Regions from separate parts of the Mus musculus genome. Here all the other regions are linked to region 1. Evidence: chromatin contacts called from public HiChIP or PLAC-seq data. All regions are on one chromosome and are shown on one strand. The core of a region is the stretch at or near the end of the contact, and the rest is flanking DNA. Distances in the headings are between cores, read along the strand shown. Region 1 has its middle 25 kb from the start of Setx. Region 2 overlaps Ak8 (adenylate kinase 8). Region 3 overlaps Tsc1 (TSC complex subunit 1).

Region 1 (4,028 bases), core at 1,429-3,928:
CACAGAGAAACCCTGTCTTGAAAAACCAAAAAAAAAAAAAAAAAAAGAGAGAGAGAGAGAGAGAGGGAGAGAGAGAGAGAGAGAGAGCTTCTAGGAAGCTATAGTGTTCAGTCCTTGAGAGACCGATCCCCCTGCTACTGAGAAGCCTAAATCCATCCTACAGAGTATCTCTCCCAACCCATCAATGATCCCATATACTATAGAACAATATATATATGTATATACACATATATATGTATGTATGTGTATGTATATATGTGTGTGTATATATGTATATATGTGTGAATATATATGTATGTATATATATATTCATATTCATTTTATTAGCGCTGATCCTTTAGATAACTCTTACTAATACAATATTAGTAGGCCAGTCTCATAGGATCCTTAAAAGAAATGAGTTGGAGTAATTAGCTCCAGTTTACCTTCTGAGAGTACCTCCAACGTGTCTGCCCCACCCTACCCCCTCTTCTCAGAGACTTGCTGGCACACACAAGAAGAACTGTGAAGAGTGAACAGAGACTTCCTCAAGGGGAGAATCAAGACAGGCTGTTAGTATGTACAGCCTCACTGGGCTGCGTGTCCCCCACCCCAGGCAAGCTGGCAATCAATGCAGGGCAGTGGGGGAGGAGCTTTACAATGCTCAGATGGCCCCGGAGCACACTACCACGGCACAGCGTGCTGTATCCAATGGGACCGGAAAGAGTCATAAACCCAGCAGAGCTGATTAACAATGACCCAGCCTAGCTGAGCCACAGATGCAGTCACAGCCCTTGTGTCTTGTGTCTCCCACTCTTGGTCTTGATCTCCACGTGTTGTATGCTTGCGGACCTTTTAATATTTGTACAACTTGGGAATATTGGATTGATGGGAAATTTCTTATGAATCATTTGTGCCTTCTCCCAGGAGTGCTACTTCTAAGCGACCCCAGGAAAGTCCTGATAATATTACCCCTCCTGCTTTTAGGAAATATCCTTTTCTGGGCCCAACTGAAGGTCTTTCTTATGCCTAGGAGGTTGTGACTCACAAAAAGATACCAAAGCTCTCCTTATGAGGCTCCACTCCAAGATACTCTTGGAGCATCTGCCCAGGATCAAGATAATACAAACAAAGTAAACTTTAAAGGTAAGCAAAATCCAGTGGGCTAGAGGAGTTGGCAGCAGATCAGATCCAAAGCCTCTTCCTACTCTACCCTCCGGCAACTGTGTGGTATATAAGATCGAGAGCTGCATATAGTATGGCCTTCCAGAAAAAGATATAGCAACAAAGATAGGCTGGAGCCATCTCTGCACTACACAGGGGCTTAGAGTGATGGACAAAGAATGGTGAGGATACCTGACAACAGAATGAAGAATTAAGACCTCCCCTTCTGCGGGGGTGGGGGGGTGGGTGGGGGGGGGTGGCACTCGCCTTTAATCCCAGCACTCGCACTCGGGAGGCAGAGGCAGGCAGATTTTCGCCCAATCATAGGGCGAAGATTTAGAGACGCGATTTCCGGGTTCCAGGAGGAAGAGGCGGAGACAAGATCTAGAAAGGGGCTTTTGGGCCTGGAGCACAGACACCATGTAGGCTACCGGAAGAATTCTGATATAAGAGAGCTGATGAGTGCCCAGCATGGTGGCACACGCCTTTAATCCCAGCACTCAGGAGGCAGAGGCAGGCTGATGAGTTTAGGACGATAGGTTCCGCACCCAGTGGTTGTGTTATCTGCCTAGTTTTAAAATATTAAGTCTGTCTGATGTTTTCCATCTGTGTTGACTCAGGTGGGCAGGCTCCAGGCATTCTCAGGAGGGACGGTTGTTGGGGGGCCTAGCAGCCTCAGCCAGAGGATCAGGCAGGATGTAGGAGCTAAGTCGTGAGGGGCCGCAGCACTGGGCAAGGAGACCAGGCTAGGAGGACATGTGCTTTTTAAAATCACACACATTTGTCTAGTGCTTTGAAATTATAAATGCTGCCAGACTAAGAATAGGGTGCAGTATATTAAGTATGCATGCTTTGGCAGAAAAACTCAGATTCCTTGAAATTGGGTTATAGGTCTGATAATAAAAATCACACCTGTTCTTTCTGAACTTGGTAATTGTAACTGAATCTGCAACTTCAGACCTGCAATGAAAAAATCAAACACATGTGCAGGGAAAAAATGATATGATTTGTATTTCTTGGGAAATCATGCCTCTGTCATTATTTTATGAGATCTATATAAATAAAGAAGCAACCTGATTGCTAGTCAGTCAGAGCTGCAAGAGTCTTCAGCTTTGCTGATTCAATCCTCCTTCACCAACTCTTTACCTCCCCTCTGGGACCTGGCCATCCCTGGGGCTGGCCTCCGGCACCCCCATACATATGAACTGCCACGGGTAAACAGTTTCTGAAAGAAGGGATGCCTGGGCGCAGCAGAAACAAACAACTGCCTCGAAGTCAAATCCTGGCTCCAAGCTGGTGGCCTAGGCTCTGCTGGAGACAGGGTCCCAGCCTGCCTTCTCTCTGTTCATCTGCTTTCTCTAGAGATCTCCAGACAGCTCTCTCTGTTCTCAGTTCTCCAAGCAGTTCTCTCCTGCAAAATTCCCTGGCTAACTTGTAGACCACAAGCCCAGTCTTTTATTTTACATATCAATCCAGTCGTTTATTCCAGGTTCCCTTCGGTTATCCTATGAATCAGCATCCTGTGGCCCAGCCCCATACTTTTGCTTTCACTTTTGCAAAAGAATTCCGCGATCTCCCCTGTGGGCACCGTTCACAGATCCTATCTACTACTGTAATAGACATTCTTCCATGAATGTGTAGTATGTATCAGTGTGTTCGGAATCCAGATGAAGATTCCCTGGAACTGGACATGGGCTGCCATGTGTGTGCTATTGAATGAACCAAGGTGCTATGGGAGAACAACCACTGAGCCATCTCATCTTAGCCTCCAAACATGAATAAAGTTTTGTTCTCTTGGAAAAAAAAAAAAAAGAATTCAGAGATCTGCCTCCCTCTGCTTAGCACGGTCAATGAGCTAGCTGGGTGGGACACAGACATGAAATTACCATTTCTGCCCTACCTGGTCCTGGACTTTGTCCCAAGCTGACATTGAACTCAGGAATCTGCCTGCCTTTGTATCTTTCTGACAAGCTGGCTCATTAATGCAGCTACCTTTGTTCCTTTAGATTTGTGAAGCCACTCATATAATTCATATTGTATCCTTATTTTTGCATAGTTGAGAGAGATGGCTGGAGAGATGGCTCCGCAGTTAAGAACACTGACTGCTCTGCCAGAGGTACTGAGTTCAATTTCCAGCAACCACATGGTAACTCACAACCATCTATAATGGGATCTGATGCCTTCTTCTAGTGTGTCTGAAGACAGCTACAGTGTACTCATATCAATAAGAAATAAACCTTTGGGTTGGTGAGATGGCTCAGTGGGTAAGTGGGTAAGAGCACCCGACTGCTCTTCCTAAGGTCCAGAGTTCAAATCCCAGCAACCACATGGTGGCTCACAACCACCTGTAACAAGATCTGACGCCCTCTTCTGGAGTGTCTGAAGACAGCTACAGTGTACTTACATATAATAAATAAATAAATCTTTTTTAAAAAAAAGAAAAGAAATAAACCTTTAAAAAAATTATAAGGGCGGGAGAGATGGCTCAGTGGTTAAGACTGCTCGTCCTAAGGTCCTGAGTTCAAATCCCAGCAACCACATGGTGGCTCACAACGATCCGTAATGCGATTTGACGCCCTCTTCTGGTGCATCTGAAGACAGCTACAGTGTACTTAGATATAATAAATCTTAAAACAAAACAAAACAAAACAAAACAAAACAAAACAAAACAAAACAAAACAAAACAAAACTGGGTGCACCAGCATCTGTCTGTAATCCCAGTACCAGGCTAAGACAGAGAGATCCCTGGAACTTGGTGGTCAACCATTCTACCTGAATTATTCAATAGAGACCCTGTCTCAAAAACTAAGGTGGAGCTCAATCAAGGAAGACACCCAACATCAATCTCTGCTTCTTTTTCTCTCTTCCTCCCTTCCCCCTCCCAC
Region 2 (3,884 bases), core at 619-3,118, 380 kb before region 1:
GGAATGACGCCACTCATGTTCAGGGTGGGTTTTCTCTGTTCAGTTAAGCCTTTAGAAATGCTCTCCTGGGGGCTGGTGAGATGGCTCGGCGGTTAAGAGCACTGACTGCTCTTCCGAAGGGCCTGAGTTCAAATCTCAGCAACCACATGGTGGCTCACAACCATCTGTAACTAGATCTGACGCCCTCTTCTGGAGTGTCTGAAGACAGCTACAGTATACTTAAATATAATGAATAAATAAATCTTTAAAAAAGAAAGAAAGAAAGAAAGAAAAAGAAAGGAAGGAAGGAAGGAAGGAAGGAAGGAAGGAAGGAAGGAAGGAAGAAAAAGAAAAAAAGAGAAACCAAATTCACATACTAGGGTAATAGAGGAAGAGAGGGTTAGCAGGACATGTGCTCCTGTTTCTTGGGACCTTGTCCCTGAACTCATTCTGTAGACCGGATGAGCCTTGACCTCAGAGAGATCCACTTGCCTCTGCCTCCTAGAGCTGGGGCTCTTCTGACAAGCTTTGCCGTGATGAGATCAGCTTCGAGCTTGCTGGCTCTATGTCTGTGTGGCAGGTATTAAGCTCTGATGTAACGGAAAAGCAGCTACATACAGGTGTCTGGAAGGGCACACTGCAGCCCAGTGAAACTTTACAAAAGCATCTAGGATTGACCAGGTGCATAAACTGGTCTGTGTTGCTGGAGTCACCCTAGAGGGGCCTGGCAGTCATGGCAGAGAGGACATGTCTATGGGGGTGCCCTGTGGGCTTCCTTGCCATCCTTCAGCCATAACTGCAGGGAAGCACAGAAGGTGGGAGGGAGACAAGGAGGTGAAGAGAGAAGGGGAGAGGAAGTTCTCCTTGGTGTCATGGAACAGGACAAACAGGCTAGTGTGGGAACCAAGAGGGGCATCTGGAGCCAGCTGAGCAGCTCTGAGAGTCACTGGCCTCTCAAGCCTCAGAGTAGACAAAACTGTACTGACTGATGAGAGTGTATTGATTGATTGATTCTCATGCCACTTCTTCCCAGGGACAGTGTTTCTGGTGTGGAAGCCTAGCCTGCAGTGCAGAGTCACAAGTGCCTCAGGCTGAGTTAGAGTGGTCTTGTGTGTCCTGGCAGCAAGACACATTTGCATGAACTCAGCGGCCTGTCTGTTTTATGTTAACACATTAGAAATGCAATAGGAAGGGCTGGAGATGACAAAACAATGAAGAATGCTTGCAGCTCTGCAGAGGACCAGAGTTTGGTTTCCACAATCAGGTAGCTCACTACTGCCCATAGGTCCAGCTCCAGGGGATCAAATCCCTTCTTCTGGCCTCCTTGGGTAGTTGCATGCATATTTGCATACATACATGCATACATATACATGTACACATAAATTAATAAACCTTTAAAACTGAAACATGGTTTCGGAGAAACTGGTTCTTCTGTGATTTCAGTTGTGTGTCTCAGGCTTGCCCTCCAAGATACAGAAAAGTCATGTAGCTCACTCTGGCACTGTATCTCTGATCCTTGTGCCCACATGTCCTAAGTGCTTGAGGTTAGAGACATGGACCATGGCACCTGGTCTGTGTAGAGCAGGGAATGGTGAGCCCAGGACTTTGCATATGGCAGACACTCTCTCTTCTACCTGAGCTGCATCCGTAGCCCAATGAAGTCTGATGTCCAGCAGCCCTTCTAGAGCCTATTTACAAGCGTGGTCTAAGCCTTCTTTCACAGGAAACCTGCAGTGTAGACCCATGTTCAAAGTCAGGCTTCCAGAGTCCTTGCCAAGAGTTCCCTCTGCCATCAGAATGATGACATTTCCTGTTATCGATCTTATTCCGTGTGATTACACTGTGTTGTGACTGGCACTGTTGACCACACAGATATTTATAATACTTATTGCCATGGTGACTGATGACAGGAAGAGCTTTAGCTGCCATGTCTCATGGCGGGCTCATTTGTGCTATTTAGAAAACCCGTGACCTATTGGTGGCCACCCTGATCAGGCTCACAGCACATGGGGCCAGGCTGAGGGCTCCATCTCTTGAAGTGGTTGCAGTTTTCCTCTGTGTGTGTGTGTGTGTGTGTGTGTGTGTGTGTGTGTATGTGTGTGCTCTCCCGAGTGTGCACATGCAGGCGATTGTGCCTGTGTGTGTGTATGTGTGTGTGTGTATAGGCCTGAGTTTGACATCAGTGTCGTCCTGGGGAGGGACCTCCTGTCATGGTTGGGATGTCTCCTGAGTCTTGGCCATCGTTCTGTCCGTGCTTCATGCCTCCCACTTCCCCTGTCCAACGATGGCACTGGCCTTGAAGACAGCGGTGTCTTCGTCTCTGACCTACATGTCTGTGACTGTGGTTGTGCCCCAGCCATTGTTACCTACAGAGGGAAGAACCACCTCTTTTAATTTGTTTTAAGATTTCTTTTAACCTTCAAGGGGCATCCGGAGCTGTTTTTCATCTCTTCCCGACGGAGACAGATTTCCAGGGTGAGGCGAGGCTTCTAATTATGAGCTTTGGTTGTTCAAAAGCAAAACAAACCCTCACCCAAAACAAGCAGGCTCTCTTGCTTTTTCGGGAGAAAAATGACACATATGCATATTCATTTATATGGTAATTATTATTATTTAGCTACACAGGGACTAGAATTGGTAATTGAGAGCACAAAAAGATCTCAGGAAGAGCGTGCGTTCGGGGAAGCGTAACCCATCAGGAGTCTGTAGTTAATGCCCTGTTTCTTTTCTTTCCCCTGCTTTTTTCTTCTTTTGCAATCTCTTTGAAGAATTTTATTTGAAGTGACCATCAAATGCATTAGAGAAAGAGAAATTAGCAGTTTGTTTGAGAACTATGAAAAGGCGGCAGCTCAACCTGCCAGAGATATAAGAGGTAGCCCCGAGGGACAGTCGTGTCCCAGAGGTCAGCGTGCCCACACCACTTCTTGAGGAAGGCGTGAGCTTGAGAAGTCTGCAGAAAGGCAGGGTCAGAAGCAGAGATACTGGGTGCCCCAGGCCCACATGTGGCTGTTCTGTTGGATATGGTGATTGACACTCTCTTTCCTGGTCCAGATTTCTGCAAGTGCCCAGACTTCTTCCCATGGCTTCCTTCATGTGGCTTCCCAGCATGAAGGGGGCTTTGGGTTCAATTCCCAGCGCTGCATCAAAAACCTGATGTGGCAGAAAGAAAACAAAAAGGGAATATATTTTTGGCCACAGAACATCCATTCAAATAGTTCAGAGCTCAGAGCATACCGGAGACCCTTCTCCTGGTCACCCTATGCCGCCGCCGCCACCACCACATGATTCCTCCCCTCAGGACATCTGTGGAGAAACCTGCCTTGGAAGCTCACCCTTCAGAAAATGCTGTTATACACAGAGGAAGCAGCTGTTTCTTTAAAATAAATAGGAATCTGGACATGGCACACATCTGTAACCCCAGCTGGTGGGACAGAGTCAGACAGATCCCTGGCACTTACTTATTAGCCCAAGAGTCTAGCAGAATCACCCTTCATATGCACACATGCACATGTGCAAGCCTCCACATGCACACATGCACATGTGCAAGCCTCCACATGCACACAGGCACATGTGCAGCCTCCACACGCACACAGACATCTGTGCACTTATACTTTTCCAGGCAGTGTCCTTAAGAGTCCCCCAGCCCTCCTTGGCAGGGCTGCCTGCTGCCAAATTCTGCTCTTGGTTTTCTACTTCCTGGTGCCCACATCTGTGTAGTTCCCTCCTCTGGAGCAGGTAATGTATCTCAGCAGACTGGAGAGGAGGTTCTCCTTGTTGACCATACAGAGAGCTACCACATTGGAGGAATGCCACAATCAGCCCCCATCGGCAGTAACGGGAGCCCTCAGTCACACAGCAGAAACAAATGGCTGCTGTCCCAGTCTCAATGACACAAGAAGGGAATC
Region 3 (4,380 bases), core at 318-2,817, 420 kb before region 1:
GAAGTCCCTAGCTTTCTCCATTCAGTGTTTCCCTAGTGTTCCCAACACCCTGAAGCCAAAAGAAACAACTAAGTCAGCAGTTCTCAACATGTGGGTCACGACCGTAGGAGAAGCACATATTTCTTATGGTCTTAGGAACTGACATAAACCACTCAGTAGCAAAATTACACTTGTGAAATAACAAAATAAATTTATATCTGGGTTCCTAGGACCATAGGAGATAGGTCAGGACCCACACATTGGGAGCTGCTGCTCTAAGGGATCTGAATGCTCTGTGGGGTTGATTCCTCTTGGCATAGTGGCTCAGAAACAGCACGCCTACATTTAAAATATTTTAGACTTCACTTTTAAATAGCCATGATTGCTAAGTCAAGTGACTCTGTTGTCATCACACAGTGCTTTGGCTTTGGGATCAGTAGACAGTGACACTTCATTTCCTCCTCCTCTCTGTTTTCTCATACTGCTTTTTTAGCACATAAATATTAAAAGCCCAGTGTTGCCGGGATGTGGCATTATCCTCACACTCGTAGGATAATTAATCTCTACCAATTAATCGGTAGTTCCCATGATGTCCCACAGATGTCGCTGTAGTACCCTCAAAAGAGTGAAAGGTCTGGGCCAGTTTCTGTGTAGTTGCATGGTCTGGACATGCAATTTTGGACTTGTAGGGATCAGGTCTTTGGGAAGGCCCCCCTCCCTTATTTTAAGTAGGAAGAGACTCAGAATCTCTCCCTTTAAACTGTAAAGTCTGATACTGATAGACAAGAGAGCAGTTGAGGAGCAGCGCATCCCCAGCTCTGCCTCTGTCCGTGGCTGTGCCGGTCTGTGCTCTTGTAACCTCATGGTCAACTGTCTTTGGTAGACAAAGCTGGAGGACTGCAGAAACATGATTGCGGAGCTTCGGGTGGAGCTGAAGAAGGCTAACAACAAGGTGTGCCACACTGAGCTGCTGCTCAGCCAGGTCTCTCAGAAGGTAAGATTAGACCCTCACCTGCTGACTCTTGCATCAGGCAGACAGGTATATTACTTGTATGTCTGTATTGGTGATCCAGCAGTGAGCGATTCTACCCAAAAACATTTGGCGACATCTGGAGACGTTGGTTCGAGTGGGAAGGACCCATGGGTATTGACCTCCAAGTGCAGTACACCCTCCAATGCAGACGGTCCTCACAACAAAAGTACCCGACGAGCTGAGGCCAGGCACATCCCATGGAACTCTTTTCAATGCCTTGTTTTTGAAGTCTGTTAAGGCTTTTGAACTGTGGCTTTCCATAGGTATTCAGTGAGATCTGTGTCATGTATTCAGAAAGAGGTTACTGGGGTACACTGGGGCTTTACAGAGCTGCCTCTGCTCCAGTGTTCTTGGGCCAGCTGTATTGAAGTGCATTCGTGTTGCTTCTGTGCAGAGAACAACCTCAGTGTGTTTCTGCTGCCCTTGGGCACCTTCTTCTCCATTATCCATGGACTCAGTGGGAATGGTTTATTCTGCTCTGCCTTGTACTGTGCTCCCCAGTAGTTACTGTTGCTGTCTGTTGCCTAGTTTTGCCATGCTGAACTTGCACTTTCTCACTTCCATCTGGCAGCTCTCCAACAGTGAGTCAGTGCAGCAGCAGATGGAGTTCTTGAATAGGCAGCTCCTGGTGCTCGGGGAGGTCAATGAGCTGTACCTGGAGCAGCTGCAGAGCAAGCATCCTGACACCACCAAGGTAAGTGGCCCGGGCACTGAGACACAAAACTGCACTGCCCGGCCCCGTGTTCTGCAGAGCAGCCAGGCCCAGCCACATTGCAGTGTCCAGGCACAGGAAGACATCATGTGCCCTGATGGGGCCGCTTTGCAGAGGTCCAGGCTACATGAATGTCAGTTACTGTCCTCCTATCTGGGACAGACTGACAAAAGTAACGGAAACAAGGAAAAGTTGACTGGTTCACAGTCAGGAGGGGACATGGAGGAGCAGTGTGAACAGGGCTCACACTGTCGCAGTCAGGAGGGGACATGGAGGAGGAGTGTGGACAGGGCTCACACTGTTGCAGTCAGGAGGGGACATGGAGGAGGAGTGTGGACATGGCTCACACTGTCACAGTCAGGAGGGGACATGGAGGAGGAGTGTAAACAGGGCTCACACTGTCGCAGTCTGGAGGGGACATGGTAGAGGAGTGTGGACAGGGCTCACACTGTCACAGTCAGGAGGGGACATGGAGGAAGAGTGTGGACAGGGCTCACACTGTCACAGTCAGGAGGGGACATGGTGGAGGAGTGTAGACAGGGCTCACACTGTCACAGTCAGGAGGGGACATGGTGGAGGAGTGTGGACAGGGCTCACACTGTCGCAGTCAGGAGGGGACATGGTGGAGGAGTGTGAACAGGGCTCACACTGTCGCAGTCAGGAGGGGACATGGTGGAGGAGTGTGGACAGGGCTCACACTGTCACAGTCAGGAGGGGACATGGTGGAGGAGTGTGAACAGGGCTCACACTGTCGCAGTCAGGAGGGGACATGGTGGAGGAGTGTGAACAGGGCTCACACTGTCGCTGTCAGGAGGGGACATGGAGGAGGAGGAGTGTGGACAGGGCTCACACTGTCACAGTCAGGAGGGGACATAGAGAAGGAGTGTGAACAGAGCTTACACTGTCACAGTCAGGAGGGGACATGGAGGAGGAGTGTGAACAGGGCTCACACTGTCACAGTCAGGAGGGGACATTGTGGAGGAGTGTGAACAGGAGAGATTCATGTGCAGCTCACTTCTCCTTTACATTTCTTCTGGGACCCCAGCCTATTAGATGGGCTGCCCCTATTTAAGATTGATCCTACCACTTCAGTTTGCTAGTCTAGACAATCTCTTACAGACAGGCCCAGAGCTTTGTTTCCATAGTGATTCTGTACCCATAAGTTGGTAAGACTGACCATCACACAGAGAAAGCATGAGATGTAAGTACTGCCACACAGGAGAGAGGGGAGATGGGGGCAGCCGGTCTGTCTGCTACCCCTTCAGGATCCACGGTGTATGCAGGATGCTCTGCCTCAACACCCACGCCATTTTGCTTCCTTCTCCTGAGACTCTGCTCCTGCTGATGTTCATTTGGTCCTGGTGTCAGCATGGAGACCAGTTAGTGTTTGTCAGTGTGCTGAGACAGACACTTAGATCACTGCACAGTCAGCCTCGGGCAGTTGGAAAGGAACTTGATTGGAATTTCGGTAGAGTATACTCTGGCATTCTGACACTGCTCTTCCATCAAATGCCTTTAGCACCCTCTGGTCAAAGTTCTATCAAAGGTCATCTGTGGTCTCCAAGTGGAGTGTTGTGTCAGAACCGAGGAGACAAATTGATGGGAGAGTTGCTTCTTAATTCTCAGCCTCCAGTTCAGACTCTGGAGGATGTCAAAAGTAGAACTACCTAGAATCCAACTATTAATTACCCTGGAGGCAGAATAGTTTTGAGAACATGTGGGTAACAGACCCAAGGACTCACCCCTAAAGAGCATGCTGAGCCATGCTTTTCAAGATAGGATATCCCTATGTAGTGTTAGCTGTCCTGAAACTGTCAGACCAGGCTACTCTTGAACTCACAGAGATGCACTTGTCTCTGCTTCCCATGTACTGGGATTAAAGATGATGCCACCATGTCTGACTGCTATTGAAACTGCTTTTTGATGCCTCTGGAGAGATGATGCATAGCTGGACTGGCTTCTGTTACTTAGAACCCTGAGACTGGCGGCAGTCATGTTCCCTCTTGGGAGCTGAAGTCCACTCGTGTTAGCTGGGATGCCTTCTGTTCAATTTCACAAAACAAAACAAAAACATTTGTTTAATCATACAGAGCTTTATTGCTTTATTTGACAGTAAATCCTAAGCCAGGTGAATTCCAAGTTGATCAAGATGGCAGTTTGGGGTCTCATGAGGAAGCCAGGCTCTTTGAACCCTTCCTCCTGCCATCTTACCCTGTTAGCCTTTTCTTCCAGCTAGCCGCACTGATATACCAAGTGCCCCACATAGGCCAACCCCATGGTATTCCCCTCCCATGGGTAGGTGTCTCTCATCAAGAAAAACCTTTTTCAAAACCTTTCTGCATGCTTCCTATCCTGCTTTCCTTTTCTGTTAGGTTTGAATGGTGCTTGTTACTGGCCTGGGAGGGCCTTGAGTAGACCAAGATCTGCCTCTGGGTGGGGAGCTGGGCTGCTGTTCTTCAGACCCATGGAGGAGGGGCAGGCATCTCACAAGCTGTGCAGGTAGCTGAGATGCATAGCCAGGGCTTGTTGATTTAATTCTTTGTGTGAGTATCTGTAAATAAGTACAGGCATCACTATTGCTGTGCAGGGTTGGGTCCAGGGCCCTGCAAGTTTCCAGTTCCTCTTATGATGGGTTGATATCGGCCCCAAACCGTTG

What was found. HiChIP or PLAC-seq counts read pairs in DNA pulled down with a chosen protein or histone mark.
Region 2: a contact with region 1 is called in a FOXA1 HiChIP or PLAC-seq map of pancreatic cancer cells. The contact joins two enhancer-like sites. A contact is called at or near these places in 2 of 115 datasets of contacts at active chromatin or transcription factors (bone marrow-derived macrophages and pancreatic cancer cells).
Region 3: an H3K4me3 HiChIP or PLAC-seq map of bone marrow-derived macrophages shows a contact between it and region 1, with 2.9 times the contacts expected there. The contact joins two enhancer-like sites. A contact is called at or near these places in 1 of 115 datasets of contacts at active chromatin or transcription factors (bone marrow-derived macrophages) and 1 of 9 other capture datasets (liver).

The regions. Positions count from the first base shown.
Region 1 is chr2:29,098,348-29,102,375 of GRCm38.p6, forward strand. No RefSeq gene overlaps it. Among named protein-coding and RNA genes, the nearest start is that of Setx, 25 kb to the right of the region's middle. Within about 2 kb of position 2,679, at least 104 of the 459 cell types and tissues checked have an H3K27ac peak or open chromatin away from gene starts, as enhancers often do. A contact at or near this core is called in bone marrow-derived macrophages and pancreatic cancer cells, where this site is marked.
Region 2 is chr2:28,718,368-28,722,251 of GRCm38.p6, forward strand. All of the region lies in intron 5 of Ak8 (adenylate kinase 8), which reads left to right. Among named protein-coding and RNA genes, the nearest start is that of Mir3088, 13 kb to the right of the region's middle. Within about 2 kb of position 1,869, at least 5 of the 459 cell types and tissues checked have an H3K27ac peak or open chromatin away from gene starts, as enhancers often do. A contact at or near this core is called in pancreatic cancer cells, where this site is marked.
Region 3 is chr2:28,680,329-28,684,708 of GRCm38.p6, forward strand. Tsc1 (TSC complex subunit 1) reads left to right here. Exons shown (of 23, transcript NM_022887.4): 19 at 863-973; 20 at 1,584-1,706. Among named protein-coding and RNA genes, the nearest start is that of Spaca9, 17 kb to the right of the region's middle. Within about 2 kb of position 1,568, at least 34 of the 459 cell types and tissues checked have an H3K27ac peak or open chromatin away from gene starts, as enhancers often do. A contact at or near this core is called in bone marrow-derived macrophages, where this site is marked.